2 separate regions of the Canis lupus genome follow, and region 1 is linked to region 2. Evidence: chromatin contacts called from public Hi-C data. All regions are on one chromosome and are shown on one strand. The core of a region is the stretch at or near the end of the contact, and the rest is flanking DNA. Distances in the headings are between cores, read along the strand shown.

Region 1 (4,868 bases), core at 893-3,392, 120 kb after region 2:
TCAAACCCTCCAAGGACTTTGTATGATCCTTAGAATCAAATCCCCAGGCCCTCTCGTGGCTAGAAGGCCCTGCCCATCTTGCCCCACCCAACCCTCCCCCTGCACCTGGAGCCTCCCCAACATTGTCCCTCCCATTCCCTTGGCCTGGAATGCCCTCCCCCAGATGTCCACCCAGATGCCCTGTCCTCTGTACCCTTCAGCCAGTGCTCTATCAGTCTTCCTGGACCACTAAGATGGTGCCCCCCCCCCCCCCGCCCCTACATCTCTCTTCACCCCCTCCCTGCTTTGTGTGGACTTCATAGCATTGATCACCACTTGACTTATGTTATGCACTGATTTCTTTGTTTATTGTGTCTTTCCCTTCTGAGAGGGTGGGCTTTTCATTTGTCTTTATGGTGGCATCCCCAAGATCCTAGATCAGAGCCTGGCACCCCGCGGGTGCTCAACAAAGATCTAGCCAATCAATGGAGAGATGAAAGGCCTGGAGAAATGCTCTCTGACCTCCCTCCCTCCCGACCAGCCTGCATACCTAGGCATCCAGGTTCTTACTGATGGGTGGAGTCCAGGGCCCAGGGCTAGAAACTATGACCTCCAAGAAAGCTGTCCCAGCTGCTCAGGGCATGCAGGCTCTGGGAGAGGGATGAGAGCTCTATCATGGGGTGTGTGCCTTGTCTGGCCTGGTTTATTGCCCAAGGGTGCCCTGTTCACCAGACATGAGCCCAGGGAGCCCAGGCCCTCCCTAACCCCTACTCTGGCTTCACCTTGGGGTCCTCCAAATTCTGAGTCCACTGATTCACAGCCCTCTAGGCAGGGTGGCCAGCAGAGGTTCACTTATCCTCACAGCTCACCTCCCCTGGTACTCAAGGAGCCTAAGAGGTCCTGCCTGGGTCTGACATCATACCTCAGGTGCAGGCAGGGCAACAGAGGACTGGGGACTCCAGTGCAAGCCTGGACGTCCCCCACAGTGCTAGAGACTGAGCCCAGGATGTGCTCGTGACCAGGCCAAGGCCTCAGAGGCCCAGGTTGAAATCCAGCTGCCCCTTCACAGACCACACATTTTCCCACAGCCTTGTCAAGCTGGCTGTGCCAAGGGACTAGGCCCCTTACTGGCTACTTCTTGCCTCAACCATACCGTGTGCAGACGTCACCAAGTGCACTTCTATTTCTGAGAAAATAGGCCTTGGATTCCCCTCGGCATCCACTTACCCCTCCCACCTCCCCCTCTTCCTGCAAACTTGAGTCACAGCCGCCCTGTTGGCAGAGGGCCTCGAGGATGTCTGAGTCAGCCTGGCCTGGGTTTCCGTCCTGACACCGCGTCTCACCAGCTGTGAGACTCTGGGCAACCTTCAACTCCCGTCGAATCTCCATCTCCCATCTGTGAAGTGGAGGTGAGGAAGCATTTGCCTCATCGTGACTGTACGGATCGAGCCGGTCTGTGCGGGGCCAGAGCATGCAGTAGGTGCCTAATAATAACAGCAAAGCCCACATAGAGACACCATGGCATCCCTTCCCCTAAACACTTCCCTATATTATCTCATTTAACTTTCATGCCAATACAGTGGGGAAGGCACCATCGTGACCCCATTTCACCAATGAGAGAACTGCAGCATAGGGCAAGTGGCTTCGGAGTAGGTGGTGGAGGCTGCATGAGCCCAGAGTCTGCGCCCTTATCCGCTCCCTCCACAAATGGAGGCCAGAGGTACCACTCTTAGGGCCTGTCCTATGTTTGACAATGGGTGGAATGTCTTCATTGGGCACTCCTGGAAGCCCATGGAGAACAGGATTCAAGGGCAAGTAGTTTGTCAGGATGAGATCCCAGGACTCATCTTTAGGAGAGTGGGAAGATGAGCTGGGGGGAGGGGAGGAGCTGACCACTGGGGGTGCTCCTGGAGCAGCTCTTGTGCTGTGTGACCTTGGCCCGGCTGCTGTCCCTCTCTGAAGCCGAGGTTCCTTCTCTACAAAACAGGGAGGCCAATCCCAGCCTCCCGGGATTGAAAGTGAGGGAGGTCTCCCACGATTGAGGAGGGGCCCATCTGGACTCCCAGCCCAAGCTCTGGGAAACAGAACAGGCCCCGATGAGGACTGTGTGGGTGAAGAAGCCACAGGAGGCAGGCACGGGGCCCAGGCTGTGACCACAGGGGCCCTGCAAAAACCACATCACGGCCACCACAACCTCCAACATCCCACGGCGATTTCCGCTCCTGCCTGTCCCAGGGCAGCATCTCCTACCACCAGTGGGCCGTCCCCTCCATCAGCACCTGCCACCCTGCGGCCCTGCCTGGCAACAGCTGCCGCAGGAGAGGCTGGCCCTGGCTCCCGGAGGGGTGTGCGAAGGGGTGTGCAGCAGTGGGTTGGCGTCAAGGAGCCATGGAGCCCCCTGTGGTTAGCAGCTCCTGTCTCTGCTCAGATCCTGGCTCTACTGCTCGTGACCCTGGGCAGGTCACTTCGCTGCCTGGATCCACTGGCCTTGTTGATCGAATGGAGCTACTAGTCTGTGGTGCCGCCTGGCAGTCTCGGCTCCAGGAGCCGGTCCCCTGCGTCCTCCCAACCTCCAACTTGCACTTGCTGTTCCTCCCATCTGGAACCTCCCCACCCTCCCTCTTGCTGATGTAAGCCTTGCTCATGCCTCCACAGTCATTTGGGAAGGGAAGCCCTGCTGACCACCTAACTCAGGCTAGCACAAGGCCCCTTAACCCCCCCCCCCGCCCCCGATTTCCTTTCCCTCAGTAGCTCTGCGCCCAGTTTGTCAGTTTACCTCCTCCTCAGACTCCCCTAGTGAAAGCCCACGAGAGCGCAAACCGATCTTGCCTCCTGCCCAAACCCTACTGGTCCTCCCACTGCGACTGGCACAAAGTAGCTGCTCAATAAATGCTTGTTGAATAAACGAATTCTTGTCTGAAACACTTGTCCTTGCTCAATACCATGCTCTTCCAGTCCAGACATGAACGTCACCTTCCCCAGGCAGCCCTCCCCGACTGCTTCCCTGATTCCTCTTCTGGGTTTCCGGAATGTCCCCAACGTTGCCCCCCATCACAGCAGTCACCTCTCCATGGGGTAGCAGCCCAGTTCCTGAGACCCCAGCCCGCCCCAGCCCTGCTCTCCACCTGCCTTCTCCCAGCCTGAGAGTAAAGAGTTGGGGTGGGGGGAGGGGGGAGGAGGCGCCGACCATCCAGAAGGCTCTGGTGGCCAGCGGGTGAGTGTCGAGGGCCAGGCAAGAGAGCGGGCACTGCCCTGGGCCGGAGATGTGAGCAAAGGCCAGCGCCGGGAAGGGAAGGGCGGGGAGGAGCGGCGGGCGAGGAGCTGGCCAGCGGCTGCGGGCGGTGATGCGCCCCTGCGAGGACCGAGGACCGAGGACCGCGTTGGGGGGAGGGCTGGCATTTCCTGAGGCCGCCCCGGAAATGCTGGGGGCGGAACCGGGCGGACCGAGTGAGTGCGGCTGGGAGGGACCCGCGGTCGGTGGGTCGGTGGGTCGGTGGGTCGCAGCCCGCACACTGGTCCCCACCCTGCGCCTTTGCCCCCCACCCCACCTGTCCCTCCCCCCTGCACTTGCCATCATCCCTCAGAACCCTCTCAACAGGTGGCAGAGGGGCTGTTCAAGCCCCAATTTACAGAAGAGGAAGCTGAGCCCCAGAGAGGGCCAGCGGGGTGGGCACAGAGCCTCCGGCATTTCAGCTGACCCTGGATCCAGGACCCGGCTGCTCCCTCCGGATCGCCTGCCCCCAGCAGCCATGTCCCCAGACTCCTTCCGCCCCAGAGGGTGGCTGCCGCTCCTGGCAGGGTTCCTGGCTGGGCAGCGGGACCCCAAGATGGACCTGCAAGAGGAGGTGCCGGCTGGCTGACCCCAAGCCCCAGACAGCAGTGCCTGCCTCCCCTGGGCCTGCTGGGCCAGCGGAGGCCGGTTCACCCTGCTGGCACATCTCAGCACCCACCCCATGCCCCAGTGCCACCCACCCGTCTTGCCTCAACCCTCACAAGGGCCACTCACAGAATGGCAGGTTCCTATTGCCCCAGTGCTGAGTGAGAAGACCAGCCCCATTTCACACAGTGGGAGACTGAGCCCTAAGAGGGGCGTGTGCTTAGTCACCTGCTCCATTCACTAAGGAATCGAAGATTCCATTTTTGGCTGGACTCCATCTACTTGAATGCAGATCTGCCTCTGCTGCCTCATAGCTCTGAGACCTTTGGCCAAGTTGCTTTGCTTCTCTGGGCCAAGGTTCCCTCAGGGTGGTGGGGGCTAGAGCCAGTCCTGGCTCAGAATGTTGTGGTGAGAAATAAGTTGATCTCTGTAAATCCCTGTGCCCCACCCATCGTGTGTGCCCAATAAATATTAGTTATTATAAGAAAAACACATTCATCCCTCCCCTACCTTCAAACAAAGTCTCTGCCCTTGTTCTTGGTCCTCCATTGACTCCTATCCAACCTCTCCTTTTCCCTCCTCTGTAAAGTTAAGGATGTGTTTAGCTACAAAAAAAAAAAAAAAAAAAAGGCAAAGCAGATCACAATGACTTAGACAAATACGAGTTAATTTCACCCCCATCGTGATGAGTTTGAGATGAACTCTGGCTGTCATTGTGTTACCAGGTCAATGATGTCAAGGCTGGTGTCTCTGTGATTCACTTGGCTTTTCCCTCTTGTTTACAAGATAGCTGCTAGGGCTCCTGGCATTTCATCGGCATCCACTTTTAACACGGGAAGGAAGGGGCATGGTTACATTTAGGATTAAGTGAAAGCATTTGTCCTTTTTATCCTGAAGAACTCACACCCACCCCAACAAGACTCCTTAGATCTAATTGGCCAGACCTGGGTCCCATGACCACTCCTGCAACAGAGAGCGAAACTTGAGTCATTTGTCTTTCCATCCTATAAAG
Region 2 (4,574 bases), core at 765-3,264:
TCTACATTCCCGCTGAGCCACCGCACACCCACACCTGCAAAGACACCTTTCACCTCCACCCTGACTGTCCTGACCTGAAGGTCAGCCTGCCTGAGGGCTCCCAGTGCACCAAGCCCCCCCAGCAGGCCCACCTGAACTGGTGGTAAGGATTCCAGCTGGGTCCTGACCAAGCCCCACTGAGGCGCCCCCTCCCCTGCAGTCCTTCCTGAGGCCACCAGACTCTGTAGAGCTAGGCCTGTCCATCCTCCCATCCTACCCGGGGTCTCCCATTCCACATTGTCTGGCTGGATGGCTAATGTGCATGCCTGATTAGGAGCTTCCCACCCCTTGGGGAGACTCCCCCTTTAGGTCCTGCTTGAATGTAGGGTAGGCTTTGACATAGCTGGTTTTTCTTAAACATTATTTATTTATTAGAGAAAGAAAAAGAGCATGAGTGGGTAAGGGGGAGGGAGCACTGAGCAGGGAGACCGACACCAGGCTCGGTCCCATGACCCCATGACCTGAGCTGAAGGCAGATGCTTAACTGACTGAGCCACCCAGGCGCCCCTGACATAGCTGGGTTTTAAACCACTAGGAGCCCCTGGTTACTTGATAACCACAAGCATTCTGCTGAAAAGTGACTTTTGTATAATACTGAGCTTCAAAAGTGACAAGGAGTAAAGACAGGTAGAATTTGTGGGAGAAAGCATTTTAAGTGGAAAGAGGGTGTGAGGAGTGGGGGAAGGGAGTATGACCAAGTCCCTGGAGAGCAGACCTACACTCTGAGCTGTGTTGTTGCGGTGGGGACCCCACCCATCTGGCCTCCTCAGCCGCAGCATCTCCCATCAGACTACCCACAGCCCCCTCCCCTAATCAGTTATCCTTGCTCAGCATTCCGGAAGAGGTCAGTGGTCCAGGCTGGCCTTGACTCTTCCCTCCCTCTCCTGCACAGGTGTCTGAAGGGAGCCCCCCTGGTCTGCTTCCAAGCTAGCAGCTGGCTACGGTGGGACCACCCCCTGGGGTCCCTGCTGGGGGCATGGCCTCCTGGAAGTCTACACACCTGTGCATCCCTTCCTGGATCAGAGATAAGGTCTCTAATGCCACTTTGACAACCTGGCCTGGGACCAGACAGAGGAGGCAGTGAGGCTCTTTAGCCTGTTTAGTCCTGGATGTGAATGCTGATTCGGCGACTTACCTGCTGCTGTGACTGTGGCCCAGCCACCTCCCCTGGGAATCTGCTTCCTCTCTGAGTAGTGGCCATGTATTCAAGTATTCATTCATGCAGCACTGTTACCAGGGCTTCTATGTGCCAGGGAACTAGAACTCAAGATCCGCGTGGCCGCTGGGCTCATGGAACAGCGGGCTGCCTAGAGAGGGGAGTCAGGATAGTGATCAACGTGCAAATACAAACCACAGTGTGTGCTAAGACGAACCGGATCGATGTGTTAACCGAAGCTATGACCACTCGGGGCGGCCAGGGGGTTAACCGGGCAGTGCCGTGGGTTCTGGCTCAGTCTTCCTCCGACGGCTGGAAGACTGGGATGCCAGGTGCTGCTCCTCCGTGGGCCTCCGTTTCCCCCTTTCACACCGAGGAGCCGTAACTCGGTTGTTTGAGGCCCTCCCCAGTTTGTTTAATACACTTTTGGTGGGGGGCAGGGGCCTCAAAGCCCCAGGGGACCCGCCGCAGTCCCCAACCGGGGACTCCGCAGAACCCGGGCGGCCCAGCCCCGGCCCGACTCGCGGCCTTCGCGCGCGTCACCTCCACTCGCGGCGGCGATCCAGCTGCACCGCGCAGGCTCCCCTCCGCGCGTCCCCGCCGCCGTCCCCCCGGTAGCGCCACAGCGCCACCTCGCGGCGGAGGGCATCGGCCCCACTTGGCTTCCGGCCGGCGGGAGGCAGGGCGCGCCTCCGCCCTGCGGGTGTGACCCGAGCAGCGGCGCGGCTAGCTTCTACACCGCGGGCGGACCGTTCCAGCTCCGCCCCCCGCCCCGCCCCGCCCCCAACCGCCGGCTGCGCTTGCGCACTGCCGCACCCGTGCTTTCTTTCGCGAAGGTGCCTTCCCACGAAATGTGTCCCACGCGCCACGCCGTCGGTTTCCAGGGCAACCCGGCACCTCTTAGCAGCCCCGCGCGCCGCGGGGGTCGTTTCCTGCGCCCCCAGCCCTGCCATGGCGGCCGCGGGCCCCAGCGTCTTCCTACTCATGGTCAACGGGCAGGTGGAGAGCGCCCAGGTGAGCGGCCGGGGACCCCCGCCCGCCCTCCCCCCAGCCACCCGCGGGGGCCCGTCCCGCCACCTCCCGGGCTGCTGCGTGGCCCCGGAGAGGCGCGTCTGTCGGGTCAGGCGGGGGACGGGAACCAGCGTCTGAGAGACCAGGCCTGTGAGCCCTGGTTCTGCTCGTGTCCGCTCCGTGGAGTCCCGGGCAGGAGCCTAGCGGGTGTAAGGGGAGGAGCGGAGACTCGCCCGGGTTGCTGGGCCCCGGCCCCCCAGCGCTCTGCACTCTGAACCCTGAGGTCCTTGCATTTGGGTTAGGATGGAGGCGACCTGGTGAATGTGCGCCAACGACGGGGGTGGTGGAGAGGTCCGGGGAGGGTCTGTCGGGTCTGACCGACGCGGACGCTGCTCCCCATCGCCTACACTTGGGGAGACCCATTTGTCGTATTCACATGCATATAAGTGCACCACGAATTCGCCACGTGCCGGACTCGGTGCCCAGCACTGCGCATTCGGCCCTCACCACAACCCTGGGAAGTGGGTGTTACTAGCATCCCCATTCTACAGATGGGGACACTTGCCCAAAGGGAGTGGCAAAGCTGAAATTTGAACCCAGGTTGCCTGACACCAAAACTTTGGTTCGTTACCCTTCCAGGCTGTTGGAAGATGGTATTTATTGTATTGTGGGGATTAAGTGAGATGGTTTGGGCAGAGCTCTGCCAGGACCTCTTACTAGGTCTCTCTTGCCTCCCTGTTTCATCGGGATAATGCTCCCGTGTTCCCACCCTGTCCACCTGCCCCTGGCCTAGCGTCCAAGACTGCCTTCCCTTCTTCTGTTCTGTCCCATTAGGGGCCCTTGGCTGGGCTGGATCATGCCTCTCTGCTCTGTCAGCACCCATGCCACTCCCACTGTGCCTCCTGCTCAGTTCTGGGTTCCTCCCTCTCTCCAGGCCTTGAGCTCCAGCCCTGTGTATACTTCATGTCCTGATAGCATCCTTTCACTTCGGCAATGTTCCCTAGATCTCTTCTGTGCCCCCTTGTGCCAGGCTCTGGGGGACACAGAAAGGTCATTGCACTTGTTCCCTCTTCACAGTCAAACAGGGTTGACAGAAATAAAGGAGGTATCAAAGCTTTGGTGGAGGGAAGGACCAGGGCCTGACAGAGCTGGGGGTGGGGTGGACCTTAGAACGTTTTGAAGGATGAAAGGGAGTTTGCCAGATGGAGGAATGGGACGGGCAGGGCAGCCCCGGTGGCTCAGCGGTTTAGCGCTGCCTTCGGCCCAGGGCATGATCCTGGAGACCTGGGATTGAGTCCCACGTTGGGCTCCCTGCATGGAGCCTGCCTCTCCCTCTGCCTGTGTCTTTGCCTCTCTCTCTCTCTGTGTCTGTCATGAATAAATAAGTAAAATCTTAAAAAAAAAAAAAAAAAAGGAATGGGAAGGGCATGTCAGACAAGGTGGAGCCTGGGCAAAGGCTCAAGGGTGGTTGCAGCCTGGGACTGTCCCTTGGACTCCCACATCTCAGGCCCCAACCCTTCCACTGAACTCCGTGTCCCCATCCCCGGCTGTCTCTTAGACTCTACCCCAGGCACCCAGTGTCAGCATCCCTATTGGCTGCCCTTAGCTAGCCACCGCGGTGCCTCCCCCTCCACAATCCCTGTAAACAGAACCTGTGTGTGCTTCTTCCTACAGTTTCCTGAGTATGATGATCTCTACTGCAAGTACTGCTTTGTGTACGGCCAGGACTGGGCCCCCACGGCGGTAAGCTGGGCTCTTGGGCCTCCCTCCCTCACAGCCTCCATGCTTAATGGGGTTTCTGAAGGTGTCGATGTCCACCATACCCCTTCGTCTTCCAGTTCAGAAACTGTTGAGAGGTAGACACCGAGCTCAGGGGGTTCCAAACATGACTTTGTTCCTGGTAAAGCTGGAGCAGAGAAGGTGGAGCAGCCACCTTCAGGCTCCTGATCAAAGCTGCGGTCGCTCACACACCCTGTCCTGGGAACTTGCACTTGGCAGCAAAGAGGAACGTGTGGGCGGCACAGACCCCTGAGGGCCAGCCTGGAAGTATCTGGGCGGTAGGTCCTCTGTCCCTCTCCTAGCCCATGAGGAGGACTCTGGGAAGTCAAGAGGCCGAATAGAAGCTCTGCTTGCAAGACCGGCCTCAGAGCAATCTGTCTCCACAGACAGCCAGGCCAGAGTCCCAGTTTCGTGGGGCGAGGTAGACAATAAGTACTGATGTTCTAATATGTTCTAGGAAAAAGTGCCGGGGACAGAGTAAAGTCAGGAAGGGAGGAATGGAGGGTAGAGAGAAGCTGGAGTCTAGGTAAGGTGGCCAGGGAAGGCCTCCCTGAGATGGTAACTTTGGGTAAAGGGTGAAGGCAGGAAG

The links. Hi-C and Micro-C count contacts between places; a contact is called where the count stands out from the background.
Region 1: a Hi-C map of skin fibroblasts shows a contact between it and region 2, with 2.7 times the contacts expected there. The contact joins the enhancer-like site here to the promoter of B9D1 in region 2. A contact is called at or near these places in 3 of 9 Hi-C or Micro-C datasets (amygdala, blood and skin fibroblasts).

What each region holds. Positions count from the first base shown.
Region 1 is chr5:41,187,274-41,192,141 of UU_Cfam_GSD_1.0, forward strand. No RefSeq gene overlaps it. Among named protein-coding and RNA genes, the nearest start is that of EPN2, 19 kb to the left of the region's middle. Within about 2 kb of position 2,143, at least 4 of the 20 cell types and tissues checked have an H3K27ac peak or open chromatin away from gene starts, as enhancers often do.
Region 2 is chr5:41,066,910-41,071,483 of UU_Cfam_GSD_1.0, forward strand. It overlaps B9D1 (B9 domain-containing protein 1), which reads left to right and starts at 2,015. Exons shown (of 7, transcript XM_038537060.1): 1 at 2,015-2,209; 2 at 3,881-3,949. The coding sequence starts at 2,147.